2 separate regions of the Zea mays genome follow, and region 1 is linked to region 2. A link is a contact called in public Hi-C data. All regions are on one chromosome and are shown on one strand. Each heading gives the region's core, a stretch centred on a gene start, on an enhancer-like site or on the middle of the called end of the contact. The rest is flanking DNA. Distances are from core to core; before and after follow the strand shown. Region 1 has its middle 16 kb from the start of LOC103642051. Region 2 holds the start of met2 (DNA methyltransferase2).

What was found. A called contact is a pair of places that touch in the nucleus more often than the background predicts.
Region 1: a Hi-C map of tassel shows a contact between it and region 2, with 3 times the contacts expected there. The contact joins the enhancer-like site here to the promoter of met2 in region 2. A contact is called at or near these places in 7 of 25 Hi-C or Micro-C datasets (bundle sheath, ear, leaf and 2 more).

What each region holds. Positions count from the first base shown.
Region 1 is chr10:144,592,218-144,599,361 of Zm-B73-REFERENCE-NAM-5.0, forward strand. It overlaps the pseudogene LOC103642050. Among protein-coding and RNA genes, the nearest start is that of LOC103642051, 16 kb to the right of the region's middle. Within about 2 kb of position 1,839, at least 19 of the 20 cell types and tissues checked have an H3K27ac peak or open chromatin away from gene starts, as enhancers often do. A contact at or near this core is called in bundle sheath, ear, leaf and 2 more, where this site is marked.
Region 2 is chr10:144,440,915-144,447,798 of Zm-B73-REFERENCE-NAM-5.0, forward strand. It overlaps met2 (DNA methyltransferase2), which reads right to left and starts at 5,107. Exons shown (of 20, transcript NM_001371784.1): 1 at 4,579-5,107; 2 at 4,372-4,468; 3 at 2,966-3,073; 4 at 2,761-2,898; 5 at 2,570-2,669; 6 at 1,356-1,534; 7 at 1,213-1,278; 8 at 921-1,133; 9 at 747-805; 10 at 607-673; 11 at 187-516; 12 at 22-90. The coding sequence starts at 5,075.

The DNA of each region.
Region 1 (7,144 bases), core at 589-3,088, 150 kb after region 2:
AGCCTGGACTCGTTATCAAGTTTGGTCAAACAGCAGGACAGAACTCAGGCTGCCGACAAGGCCTCGCCGAGCCCGACCCTGCAAGAAGTACAAGAACCTTCTGGCACCATGGCTTTCAAGTTCATCCTGGGAGTCGCCCTGCTGTCCGTACTCGCCGGCGTGTTTCTCGGGAAGCGGTACTAGCGCTCAGTCTGTGGAACTCTGTTGGCGCCCATCATCAGCTCATGGAAAACCCCCGCTGTTAATATTGCTCCCAGCGAAATTCGGTTATCAGTTTGTAGCTGGAAGGGGGGCGTAGCCAGCAGAAGTTTGAGAGGATTGTTGGCCTTGATGGTGATGGTTCGACGACTTTCTGGGAGGAAGTTGGAGACCTTGGAAGCCCTTTTGTTCTCTTGTTGTTGATTTTCGTCTTCATTTTCAGTTTTTGGGTAAAGTGGGGCAAGGAATTTGATTTTTGTTCATTCCTACCCTTTGCGTGCAAAAGGCCAAGTGCACGCAACTGGTTCTGCGGACAGCTAGTTTTCCGTGTACATTTCTTCTCTGTAAAGACCAGGAGTCCATGGACGCAAAACATGAAGCCTCTGCTTGCTGTATATGCTCGTGTGGAGAGTGCATGTTTCGTTACCTGTGCCTTTTGATGTACACCTGAATTGCTTGAACGAGAAATGTCATATTATTATCAGATGGTTTGAAGGACGTGTACACAGTGGTTGGATTCAGATCCTCTAATTTTGCAGCAAGTGTTTGTTGTTTTGGTCTGCAAACTGCAATGCCTGCCTAAGTATGTGTAGTAGCAATCTTCTCTCACACGAAAGCTGGACATAGCAATCTTCTCTCACACGAAAGCTGGACATGAGATATATAGCACATATGCGAGTATAATACTCCCCTGTCCCAAAATAAAATTCGTTTTAGAAAAATAGTAAATTCATACAATAGATAATGTATGTGTTTTATATATGTGTCTAGGTTTTTTATCATCCATTTAAGTATAGACATACAAACCAAGAGTTAAAATGACTACATTTTGAAAACATTGAAAACGGAGGGAGTATAATGAGATCTATAAAGTGAGTAATAGTTGTTATTTGCATTCTCATAACGTTAGACTATCTTGGCACATTGTATGGATAGGGCCGGACAAAATACTCGTGAATTGTGAGCTCACTCGACTCGTGGTCTTCAATTTGACTCGACTCGGCCCGTTTCAATTTTATCATGAGCTTAACTCTCTTTGTTAAGGAGCAGAAGAGGAATGACCTGGTGGAGTACTGGAGTACCTGATGAACAATTGATCAAGTCTGCTGTGTGAGGTTGTAACAGTTTGAGTTAGTCAGTACTTATCGGAGAACTGACGTTATCCGTTTGAGGTTGTAATAATGCACATGTCTGATATGTATTCGCTGTCTGTGTTGTGGACTAGTATATGTTAAATTGCTTTGAAGGCTAGCAGCTGCCTCGGCACGACGTTTCGGCCTCTGAAGGCGAGGAGGCAGCTTTGATCAATGTGGAAGAGCGCCAGTTCATCTCAAACTTTGTGGGCAGGGCATGTCCCCTGTGCGTGATGACCAGGATGCTCCATCTAAGGCAAACTGCGAACCTGAACAATCCGTCGGAGGAAGACGAAGAGCTCGCCATGTCGCTGTAGAATCGTGTTACGGAGAAACATGATTTCTGCGTGCGACTAAAAGGTGAGTCTAGTGTCAGCTGAGCATCGTTACTGCAGTCCAACCTTGCTGTCACTCTGTCAGGCCGATCAAGGGCAGCAACCATGGGTAGCAACAACATTGACATGGGCCAAAGGCTGAGCTCTTTGAAGTGTGAACTACAATCATCTAGATGGGCTCGACCTGAAGCCCACACATAGGATACCAGAATGGGCCGACCCAGTACACGGTTTGCTGGACACTCCGAACCACCTCGGTTGCAAGTTCATCCTGGGACTGGGAGTCGCCGCGCCGTGCTGTCCGACGTTCGACGACTTTCTGGGAGGAAGTTGGAGACCTTGGTTGCTGTTGATTTTTGTCTTCATTTCCAGTTTTTTTGTTTGTTTAAGTGGGGCAAGCAAGGGATTTGATTTTTGTTCATTCCTGCCCTTTGCGTGCAAAAGGCCAAGCGCACGCAGCTGGTTTTGTTACCATGTACAGATTCAACCAATCCAGTACCTTCTGTGATGTACACCTGAATTGCTGGAACGAGAAATGCCATATCATATCAGATGGTTTGAAGGACGTGTACATCTGCACACTGGTTGTTGGATTCAGATCCTCTAATTTTGTTAGTTTGGTCTGCAAACTGCAATGCCCTGTCTAGGTAGGCTCAGACCCACGGTCGGTGCTGCACTGGATGCATGTTTAGGGCTTGTTATGGGTGCTCTAATATTCATCCCAATACACACAATCTTTCTGAACTCATATGTATTGAGGTGAATACTAGAGTATCTAAACGTAGCCTTAGGAGGATGTCATCCTACTTGATTCCTGTGGTGCAACAAACTTTAGGCAAAACTACAGAGCTAGTAACATGAATGCTTGCAGGGATGTATTTAAGCTGTCTGTCGCAGATCGTGTAAAATAAAGTATTTATACTGTAGATAGCATCGTTTCTGTTTGCAGTTGGAGTTTGAAGTAGAGGACGAGATAAGATAGCTGCTAGCCTTAACCATTGCATAAGGAAATGAGATTTCTTGTATGGATCGATGATTCTTGATATGTGTAGTAGCAATCTTCTGTCACACGGAAGCTGGATAGGGGATGTAGCACGTATGCTGAGTAATATGACATCAAAGAAAGAAACAGAGGGGAAAAGGAAGGGACCATTGAGCTATATAGATATAGGCAGCTGGAGGAAAAGAAAAGCCATAGTCTGGTGAGAAGTGCCAAGAACAAACAACAATCGGATATACAGACAAATTACTTCTTCCATGGTGCCATTCGAATGCAACAAATCTAGCACATGAGGACCCTCGAAGCGCGTTGGGAAAAGACCGCGGGGGTACTGTTCCTGGATACCAAAAGTACTGCGGCCACCGCTGTCCTGCTTGACAGAGCAGCAGTAAAGAGCACTGATGAGAGATCTGAGAGAAAAAAAAAAGGGAGCCGCCAATAGGAGGCGACGTGGCACTGTTGAGGCCAGTGGCAGTGTCATCTGCCATGCATGCCCGCTGGGCTGCTGGTTGCCCGTGCCCTCTGCCCTGTGCAGTTGGCTCTGGCCTCTGACTTCCAAATGCCAAAGCCTGAGGTCAAAGGTGAGGTCGCAAAGCGAGCACGAGGGCCGTGGTCAGTGGTCTCCCCTCTCCCCAGTAAGAGTGACCCACCAGTCTGCACTCTGCACTGACGGTGCCGTCGGGTGCCCCGCCTGAAACCCTATCCGCCAGACTAGCTATCTCCGTACTGGGCCGGGTTACCTATTATCAAAATCAAATTTAAACCTAATGTTATAAACAATACAATATACAATATAAAACAGTGTTTTGAGTAAACTAAACCTCACTTCTCGCACGTCGGTTGTTTGCGTTGGTTACGAACACACGAACAATTGGACATGGTCCTGGTTCGCCTTTTCTTCTTTGCTCTTTGCATCTGTTGTCGTATAGTATGTGTTCGGTTATCTTTTCAAGGTTCCGGTAGGAGACCATAACAGAGCAACACAATTAAAGTAACTAGATCTCCTCTTATTTAATCTACTTAGAAATAAGAGTTAGATTAAGGGAATAATATCAAGGTAGATGTAAACGCGCAATTATCTAAAGCATAAAGATATATGAATTGTATGTTATAAGCTTGATATTTTATTTCCCCCCCCCTTTGGTAACAGGTAATTACAAGTGTACCTTTAAATGCTCGAAGGACATCTAGAGATGCTAGCGCTTTAGAGCTTCGAATGCAGAGTGATTCGGGAGTGCGTGAGCACATGAAACGAGAAAAGGTCTGTTTTGCATGGGCAATGTCGGCATCCCGTAACTGGGGTACCCTCTTCTACTGTGCCAAGGCTAAATACCCACGTGGTTACATGTAAACACATACTAAGAAACTGAGCAGCCGTGTCTATGAGTCTGGACCTGTCTAATGTACTGGCAGCGGAAAGCAAAGCACACGCGGCCTATCCGAGATTTATCCATTATCAAAACCATATTTAAACCTCATGTTATAAACAATACAATATATAGTGTAGACTAGAGTTTTAGATAAACTAAACCTCACTCCTCTCACGTCGGTTGCTTGCGTTGAGTACGAACACATGGACAATTGGACATGGTCCTGGTTCGCCTTTTCTTCTTTGCTCTTTGCATCTGTTGTCGTATAGTATGTGTTCGGTTACCTTTACAAGGTTCCTGTAGGAGACCATAACAGAGCAATACAATTAAAGTAACTAGATCTCCTCTCATTTAATCTACTTATTAGAAATAAGAGTTAGATTAAGGGAAGAATATCAAGGTAGATGTAAACGCGCAATTATCTAAAGCATAAAGATATATGAACTGTATGTTATAAGCTTGATATTTTATTCCCCCCTTTGGTAACACGTAATTACAAGTGTACCTTTAAAATGGTCGAATGATATCTAGAGATGCTAGCGCTTTAGGGATGCAAAGCGATTCGGGAGTGCGTGAGCACATGAAACGAGAAAAGGTCTGTTTTGCATGGGCAATGTCGGCATCCCGTAACTGGGGTACCCTCTCCTACTGTGCCAAGGCTAAATACCCACGTGGTTACATGTAAACACATACTAAGAAACTGAGCAGCCGTGTCTATGAGTCTGGACCTGTCTAATGTACTGGCAGCGGAAAGCAAAGCACACGCGGCCTATCCGAGATTTATCCATTATCAAAACCATATTTAAACCTCATGTTATAAACAATACAATATATAGTGTAGACTAGAGTTTTAGATAAACTAAACCTCACTCCTCTCACGTCGGTTGCTTGCGTTGAGTACGAACACATGGACAATTGGACATGGTCCTGGTTCGCCTTTTCTTCTTTGCTCTTTGCATCTGTTGTCGTATAGTATGTGTTCGGTTACCTTTACAAGGTTCCTGTAGGAGACCATAACAGAGCAATACAATTAAAGTAACTAGATCTCCTCTCATTTAATCTACTTATTAGAAATAAGAGTTAGATTAAGGGAAGAATATCAAGGTAGATGTAAACGCGCAATTATCTAAAGCATAAAGATATATGAACTGTATGTTATAAGCTTGATATTTTATTCCCCCCTTTGGTAACACGTAATTACAAGTGTACCTTTAAAATGGTCGAATGATATCTAGAGATGCTAGCGCTTTAGGGATGCAGAGCGATTCGGGAGTGCGTGAGCACATGAAACGAGAAAAGGTATGTTTTGCATGGGCACTGTCGGCACCCTGTAACTGGGGTACCCTCTCCTACTGTGCCAAGGCTAAATACCCACGTGGTTACATGTAAACACGTACTAAGGAACTGAGCAGTCGGGTCTATGAGTCTCGACCTGTCTAATGTACTGGCAGCGGAAAGCAAAGCACACACGACCTATCCGGGATTTATCCATTATCAAAACCATATTTAAACCTCATGTTATAAACAATACAATATATAGTGTAGACTAGAGTTTTAGATAAACTAAACCTCACTCCTCTCACGTCGGTTGCTTGCGTTGAGTACGAACACATGGACAATTGGACATGGTCCTGGTTCGCCTTTTCTTCTTTGCTCTTTGCATATGTTGTCGTATAGTATGTGTTCGGTTAGCTTTTCAAAGTTCTCGTAGGAGACCATAACAGAGCAATACAATTAAAGTAACGAGATCTCCTCTCATTTAATCTACTTAGTAATTAGAGGTAGATTAAGGAAAGAATATAAAAGTAGATGTAAACGTGCAACTATCTAAAGCATAAAGATATATGAACCATATGTTATAAGCTTGATATTTTATCTCTCCCTCTTTGGTAATAGGTAATTACAAGTGTACCTTTAAAATGCTCGAAGGATGTCTAGAGATGCTTGCGCTTAAGAGCTTCGAATGCAGAGCGATTCGGGAGTGCGTGAGCACATGAACCAAGAAAAAGTCTGTTTTGCATGGGCACTGTCGCCATCCCGTAACTGGGGTACCCTCCCTTACTGTGCCAAGGCCCGCCATGTGTCCAAGGGATGAAAATGCTTAGGGATTACTACCATGAGTCTGGGCCTCCGTAGTTGGGATCCGGGCCCTTGTGTATGTCGTCTAGACCCTCGACAAGTGGGGGCTATGACTTCAAACTAACATGCGCTCTTGGTTTCCGCTCTCTGCTCGGATAGAGGCCCGGTGCCGCCACGTGACCCGTGGACACGTGCCACAAGCCTTCGGCTAGAAGCAAGCTCACTCGCACACATTCAGCTGATGCATGTGATGTTGTGGCACATAGCATGGGTAGGCATTTGGCATGATGCACAGGCTCGAATGACCGTACTGCGTGTTACTGAGGTGGGCGGTCGTGACACAGCGCCGCACGCATGAGGCACACAGTAAGTTGTGTGTTACCAAGGCAGGTGGTTGCGCCTCAGTGCCGCGCGCATGGGCGGCGCCATTATGAGCGACAGCTAGCTTTGGCAGTGCGCCCTTTGTAGCACCGACCGAAGGCGATAGCTCGGGTCTATCACCATAACTCCTGCACACGTCAGCATAACCGGCTCTACACACGTTAGCATAGTCGTCTCTGCTCCACAGCCAACTCGTAGTGGCATGCGGCACAAAGGCACGCTTGGTCGGAAGATCCGCATGACGGCGAGGGAGAAGATCTCCATCGGCCACAACAATTAAGGCTCCATGTTGTACATTAGTTAATACTAGATCGTTGGACCCACCTATCGGGACTCAGCGCCCCTATATGTGTCCCTCTTGGACTATAAAAGGGGAGGCATACGCAATATGAACGGAAGGATTTTCAAACACAAGCTCTCTCAAAGCTCTCAGACATCACCAGCAATAGAACTCACAAGTGTACATAGGGTATTACACTACGCGGCCTGAACCACCCCAGACCCTTGTGTGTTCTTATGTTCTTGTATCTCCTTAGGCAAACCCTAGGCACCCCTTATCCTTATGATTAGGCATATGTTTTCTGCCACCCAACTGGACTTTATCTCCGTCATTTAACGCGCTAGGTAGGGTGTTTAGCTTAGGTTTTC
Region 2 (6,884 bases), core at 3,857-6,356:
GTGGTTTGTGATTGCACTCACCGAAAAGGCATTAGGGGCTCCTCCACGTACTACAACATCATAGGTGGGCAGAGGATACTTAGGGAGCACCTAAATTGTCAAATACACGTACACCTGGTTAGCCAGCAGCCAACAGTGCAATATGAATCTAGCGAAGCATATAAAACAGCAAGGTACAGAACAGACCATGGAAGAAAGAGCACCCCAGAGGAACACACGCATCCTGAACTGTGGCAGACCATAGCAACCAGCCACCATCATTCCAAGCCGCGCTTGGTACTTCATAGCAACAAGGCAGCTCAAAGCATATTTTCCTAGGTAACCATCCGCAAATTTGAGTATGTCCACCACATTTTCCATGAGAACATACTTGGGCTTCAAGTACGCCACAATATCCATGAAAGTCACCATTTGTTTGTTTTTCTCATCTTTGAGTGGCTCATCACGGTTTCTGTACCGATTAAACCCACTGATACCTTGGCATGGTGGGCCTCCACAAATGACATCAACATCACCCTTTGAAAGAATAAAATAGGCAGATATCACCAAATAAAAAAGGGGAGCTAAACAAATAGCGAGCAAAATCACAACGAACTAAATACTCACAGGCAGTGGGAGAATCTTTCTTTTGTGCCCTTCTTGTACAAAATCTCTAATTTTCTGCGGGCAGTCACTGGTTTGCAAAACAAGGATTAGATGCAAATAGGTATACAAGGCAACAAGCAGACGATATACCATACACTAACCTCAAGTTATCAATCGGTTCCCATGTATCCTCCTCAGGGCCGTATCCTTCCCACTGGACCTGCAGAAATCTAGCGTTACAGCAAAATATACAGAAATATCCATCGTTTGACAGGCTTAAGTAATTGATTTTTTTGTTGGAATCAAGTAGAAATGAACAAATGACACTGAAGTACCTTAAAATAGATGCCATTTTCCCTGTCACTGCCACCATAACATATCCCGACAAGCTTCTCTACAACAAATTCGTCCTTGTCAAGAGGGCTGTCTTCATCCGCTTGATCCTCTGAGCTTGCTAAATTTGAATCCACATCTTGGACATATTTTTTGCATAGAACTGCCCATTCCTTAAGGAGGGCAAGAAACTCATCGGCTTTCTCATTTCGCACCTACATCCAAAAATCCAGACACTTTGTAAGAGTAGCTGACAGAACAGATGGAATCCAAGATGAAGTTTACTATCCATACCTCAGTCTGTGGATGATTATATTTTAAACTTTGGCACGCAAAACTGTTGAAATCAACAGCCCATCGCTGCAAGCCAGAACAATAGAATAAGTTCTGAGATCGTGAACATATTCTATCCAACAGATGACTAGTTAGAAGATTACAGTTTCAAGTTTCAAGCCAGAAAGAGCTGCACCCAAGCAAAGACCAGTAGACATGCCCCCACAGCCAGAATACAGATCAAGAAGGGTTGCTGTCCTCGTTGGCATACTAGATGACGTCTCCAGATCCACATCATCAGAAGAAATACCCGAAGCGGTATCACTGTCTGACTGCCCATTTTCTATTAGGAAAAAAGTGCCAGCGTTTGTAAAAATACATGCACATTTTACAAGTGTCAAACTTATTCACTGTAGACTGTCCAGATCAACTTTAGTTATTGAGCTACATGCACCAACAGTTGCAGTCAAAAACCTAAGCTGATAAGGAAATGTGTGCAATTCAGTTATACGTACACTCCCTCACACGAGACCAAAAAAATATGTTATTAAATTGCATCAACTATGATTTTAAAGTAAACATTTGACTCAAATATCATATTGAGTTGCATGCACAAACCAGTTCAATCTGTTAGAGAAAGATGGAGAACACACTTATAATTCAACACTCTCCCTCATGTGCTCAAACGTGGAAATAGGGGTAAGCTGCAATTATTTTATTTGATTGCCCCTGCCAGGATTCAAACTCGAGAGTTCTATGCTTGAACACTATATCATATTGACTATTGAGTATGGAGTTGCATGCACCGATGAAAACCAAAAACTTAAGCTATTAGACAAAGGTGAGCACCAATTCAGTTATACTTGAACACTATAGGCGTGTTTGGTTTGCACCCAGGAAAACCTGCCAGTGCAAACGTGGCTCCCAGGTGTTCGATTTCGGGCACCTACGGCCAGGATGGCTGTCTAGCCAGGAGCTCGGCAGGGAGGCCGTGAAGCAAATAGGCCTTACATGCACTAAACGCTAATCCTATAAACCTAAGCTTATGAAGAGGCAAGTTTGTTTGAGGTTTTACATTACATAAGCTGTTTGTGTAGATTAGCTTTCGAACAAACAGAATATCTAATACACAATCAACACGTCATTGACATCCCTTGACGAGTTTTACTCACATAAGGATGGTAATCGTACCCAAAACCCAAGTATCTGACAGGTTTTACTGACTTAACAAGTTAAGTATCTAAAAATACATTTTCAGAGTTTGTGGACATTATTGACATCCCTTGACGAGTGCAGGAACAACTCATGTATTTAACTCTTTGGCAAAGCTAACTGCATTCAGCTAGTCAACCAAAAAAGATGATGCAGAAGGAATTACCAGACGAGATATTAGCAAATGTAGAATATGCAACAGAGTAAGACATGTCATAGTATAGGTCGCAACTCTCTATCAGCTGAGCCTTGGCTTTTGGATCCATCTAAGGCAAGTAGGCAACAAAACAATGGTAGTCAGAAACATTATGTGTATAGCAAAACCACAAAGCTCTCAGCAAACTGCAGCAAACTTACATTTGGATCAACATGGACTATCTTGACCTTGGAGATAATGCAATCAAGCACATTGTCGTTCTTTTCCTCAGAAAGAAAAACACGTCTAGGGTCATGCTTGTGGCCATCCACACTTATGGACACCAAAGAATTGATAACCTGCCATGACAAATGTGAGTGCTATGCCACTTGACATGCATAGAATGACAAAATACTAAATACACACCGTGTCCTCTGCTCGGAAGAACCAACGGCAAGTAAAATAGTGACACTGGTCAGTCCCCTCAAAAAATTCAGTAATGCGGCCAATGTAATCTGCCTCGTTTTCTCCAGCCTAAGATAGACAAAAAGGAATAAGAAACTTAAAGTCAGTAACTATTATTATAGAACCCATGAAAGATGTGGTGTGAGAGCAAAACCACTAAGTGATATTATACACAACCATTATTCCAAGCATCCGTGTTGCCTTGTTCATTCAAACAATGTTTGTGTTCAGTTGAATTAGTAAATACTTTCATCAGGCTAGAAATTTAAAGAATCTCAGAGATCATAATGGAATGTAAGCAATTGCTGACACATGCAAAACAAGATGCAGGATAAAGCAGCATTTTTTTGTTCAAAACACTGCATTCTGTTTAATTAAAACAGTTTGCAGCATTAAACATGTTGAAAGGTGCATCTTGTAACACCAGATATTTTGTAAGACATTATCGTCGTGTAATAAAGATTATGACATTGGTATCTATACACTATCCTGGTGAACATATGAGATGTATCTAGATTTGTCCTTAAATTCGGGTGTGACAATCTTCAACAGAATCAAAGTATCCAGCTTTTAACACCAGACTATACACCAATCACCACATTGTGTAGAGACAGGCATTTAGGGTATGTTTGACCATGCTGCTCCCATTTCCAACTCCATGTTATAGTTCTGTCTCAACACACAAGTCATCTACATCATATCCCACTTACTATCCACATCATCTCTAACTAATAGTCATGTCATCCCACTAACTGTTAACCTCTTAATACAAGCTACCAACATCATTTCCACATTCTTCGCAATCCCAATGGCAACATGCACGATATCTTCTAGTATGTAATAATTATCACACACCTCAATGCTAGCATCTCCTCGTTGATTTGAAAGTAAATATTCCATGACACGCGCAATGTGAAACTTCACTAACAATGAGATAAATATAGAAGGAAAGAGAACAAAAAAAGAAGCATGCAATATGCTCCAGGGCATATTTGGTAGGTGGCCTGAGAATCTTGCCAGCGCAACTTCACCATTCCGGACGCCTGGGCCAGAATCAGCTGCCTAGCAGGCAGCTGTCTGGGAGGCGTCATCTAAACACGCCATCATGCATGAATCTCCGAACAGGGTGCAATCAAATAAGCACTATACCGCACATATCGATCTGGACCTCCTGGTCGATGCAAAATATACTACCAGACTTCCAGCATACCACGTTGTGTATCAGTGCCACGTACCGGTGACCATACGCAGAACTCGTCACGGAAATGCGAGTCGGCAACAAAAATCAAGCAATTCTTGCTTCCTTAACAAACACATATGCACATCATAAATGAGAGCAGAAGCAACAGAAAGCGATGAACAAGGACCTTGACATAGACGTCATCCCCAAGGCAGTAGACGACGTTGTCCACCTTAGCGCTCCGGTAGTGACATCTGGCCTTGAGCTCTTCCTCCTCATCCGGTCTGCACGCACAATAAATCAGCAAATAGCAGATTGCTCGGCTCACAAGTACTAATAGACATGGAGCAAAAATCTGGTCAAATCAAAACCAGAGCTGGGAGAAAAACTGTACTTCTTTGCGGCAGTGCTGCGGCCGTAGCGCTTGGGCCAGTTGCTGCGCGCCTCGTCCGCGGCAACAGGGCTGCCGATGAACTCCGGCTCGTGGTCGCCGGCGGCGGCGGCGGCGTTCCTTCTCCCCACCCTCTTCTTCCCGGGTGACCCCGCCGCGACCGCAACCACCTCCTCCCGCATGGCCTGCTCCTCGGCCTCCTCCTCGCCCATGGCCAACTCCTCCTCGTCGGGCTCCTCGGCGCACACGTCGTCCTCCACGGGCTCCTTCATCTCGGCATCCCCCTTCTTCTTCCTCCCCGGCTTGGCCTGCTTGGGGGGCGACTTGGGCTTCTTCCCAGAAGATGCCGCCTTGCGGCTGCGCTTGGCGGAGGACGCCGCCACGACCTCCTCCTCCTCCTCCTCCTCCTCCTTGTTCTGGTGGATCTCCTCGGCCTTGGCGGCGCGCTTCCGCCCAGAGACGCGTGTGGGCGCGGCGGGTGACGGGGAGCTCGGCGCCATGGCAGGGGCTGCGGTAGCTGCTGCTGCTCTCTAGGGTTGGGAGACGAAGGGGTTTGCCAGGAGAGTGAGTGCTCTGGAGGTGTAGAAATCGAATCGAAGGGGATCGGTCAAATCTGGAAACAGGGCAGGGTGGAAGAGAGGGTGGGAACTGGGAAAACGAAACCCAAAAGATCGAGGGAGCGGGAGCGTCCAAATTTTGACGGCGTGGGACCCGTCTGCAGCGGGAGGGTATGGATTTGAAATTTCGCTGTCACCCGCGACTCCGCGAGGGTGCCCGCCGGAAGTGCGCGGCGCTTTCGGCCGTTGGCCCCTCCACCCGTGCCAGATGACCCAGCTGTAGGGTGGGGTGGTGGACTACTGGACTGGTGATGGAACTAGTATGGGCCACTTCTTGTAATTGATTAGCTGACAGTGACAGGGCTCTTCTAGCCGATACGTCTGTTTTCAAATTTTAAATCTAAAATATGTGGATTGTTGGGCTTAAGAGGCTTAGCTTTAGTATTGTCACATTTCAAATATTAAATATAATATAATTATAAAACTAATTACACACATAATAAGGAAAACATATTAAATCTGATTAGTTTATGATTCGGTAACATGATATTACAGTAAACATTTGTTAATCATGAATTAATTAGACTTAACAGGTTCGTCTTACAATTTAGTCTTTGTTTGTGTAATTAGTTTTGTAATTATACTATGTTTAGTACTTACAATTGATATTCATACATCAGCTGTGACATGAACAAAACTTTACTAAAAAAACAAGGAACAATTGTGATGGTGTCCCTGTTTTAGGGTGTAACTGTAGAATTACCCCCTTTTTAAAACTTTGCGCGTTTGCCCCTGTTTTTCAAAATAAAACGATGTATGCCCATACTCCGTTGGTTATACTTAACAGTGTTAAGTCATGATAAAGAAGACAAGAAACAATTGCGCCATTGTCACTGTTTTGTTGTGTAACTATAGTTTTACCGCTTTTTTTAGACTTTGTCCGCTTTTATGACAATTCAAATTATTATTTTCAAAGTTAAAAAATATCTAACTAATTAAATTAGTGTGATGAGGCAAAATAATTTAAAATGTTGATGGAATAATTTGTCAATATTTTTAAATCTTTAAAAATAATTTAAATTGTTGCAAATAGTTTGAATTGTTGTTAAAATAATTTGAAACGTTGTGGGATTAATTTGAATTGTCATAAAACATGTAAGTCTAAAAATATAGTAAAATACAATTGCGCTAAAACAGGGGCATTGGCGCAATTATCTCTTGTATTTTTATCAACACTTAACAATGTTAAGTACAGCTAACAGAGTAGGAGCATACACTAGTTTGTTTTGAAAAACAAATTGTCCCCTGTCCGGTGCACACCGGACAGTCCGGTGCCCCCTTCTGACTGTTGGCTTGGTCACGCGTCACGCGCGGATTGCGCGGTCGACGGTTGGCTCACCGGACAGTCCGGTGTACACCGGACAGTCCGGTGAATTTTAGCCGTACGCCGCCGACGATTCCCGAGGACGGCCTTTCCACCAGAGCCAGCCTGGCGCACCGGACACTGTCTGGTGCACCACCGAACAGTCCGGTGCACCCAGACTGAGCAGACTTTTGGCTGCTTCGAGCCAAGTTTTTCCAATTGTATTTTCTCTGATTCTAGCACTTAGACAAATTTGTTAGTACACAAAAACCAATGTACTAAGTCTAGAATCATACCTTTGTATTGATTTGCACTTTGTCCACCATTTGGCATAGTTTAACACTTAAGCACTTGTGTTGGACACTAAATCACCAAAATACTTAGAAATG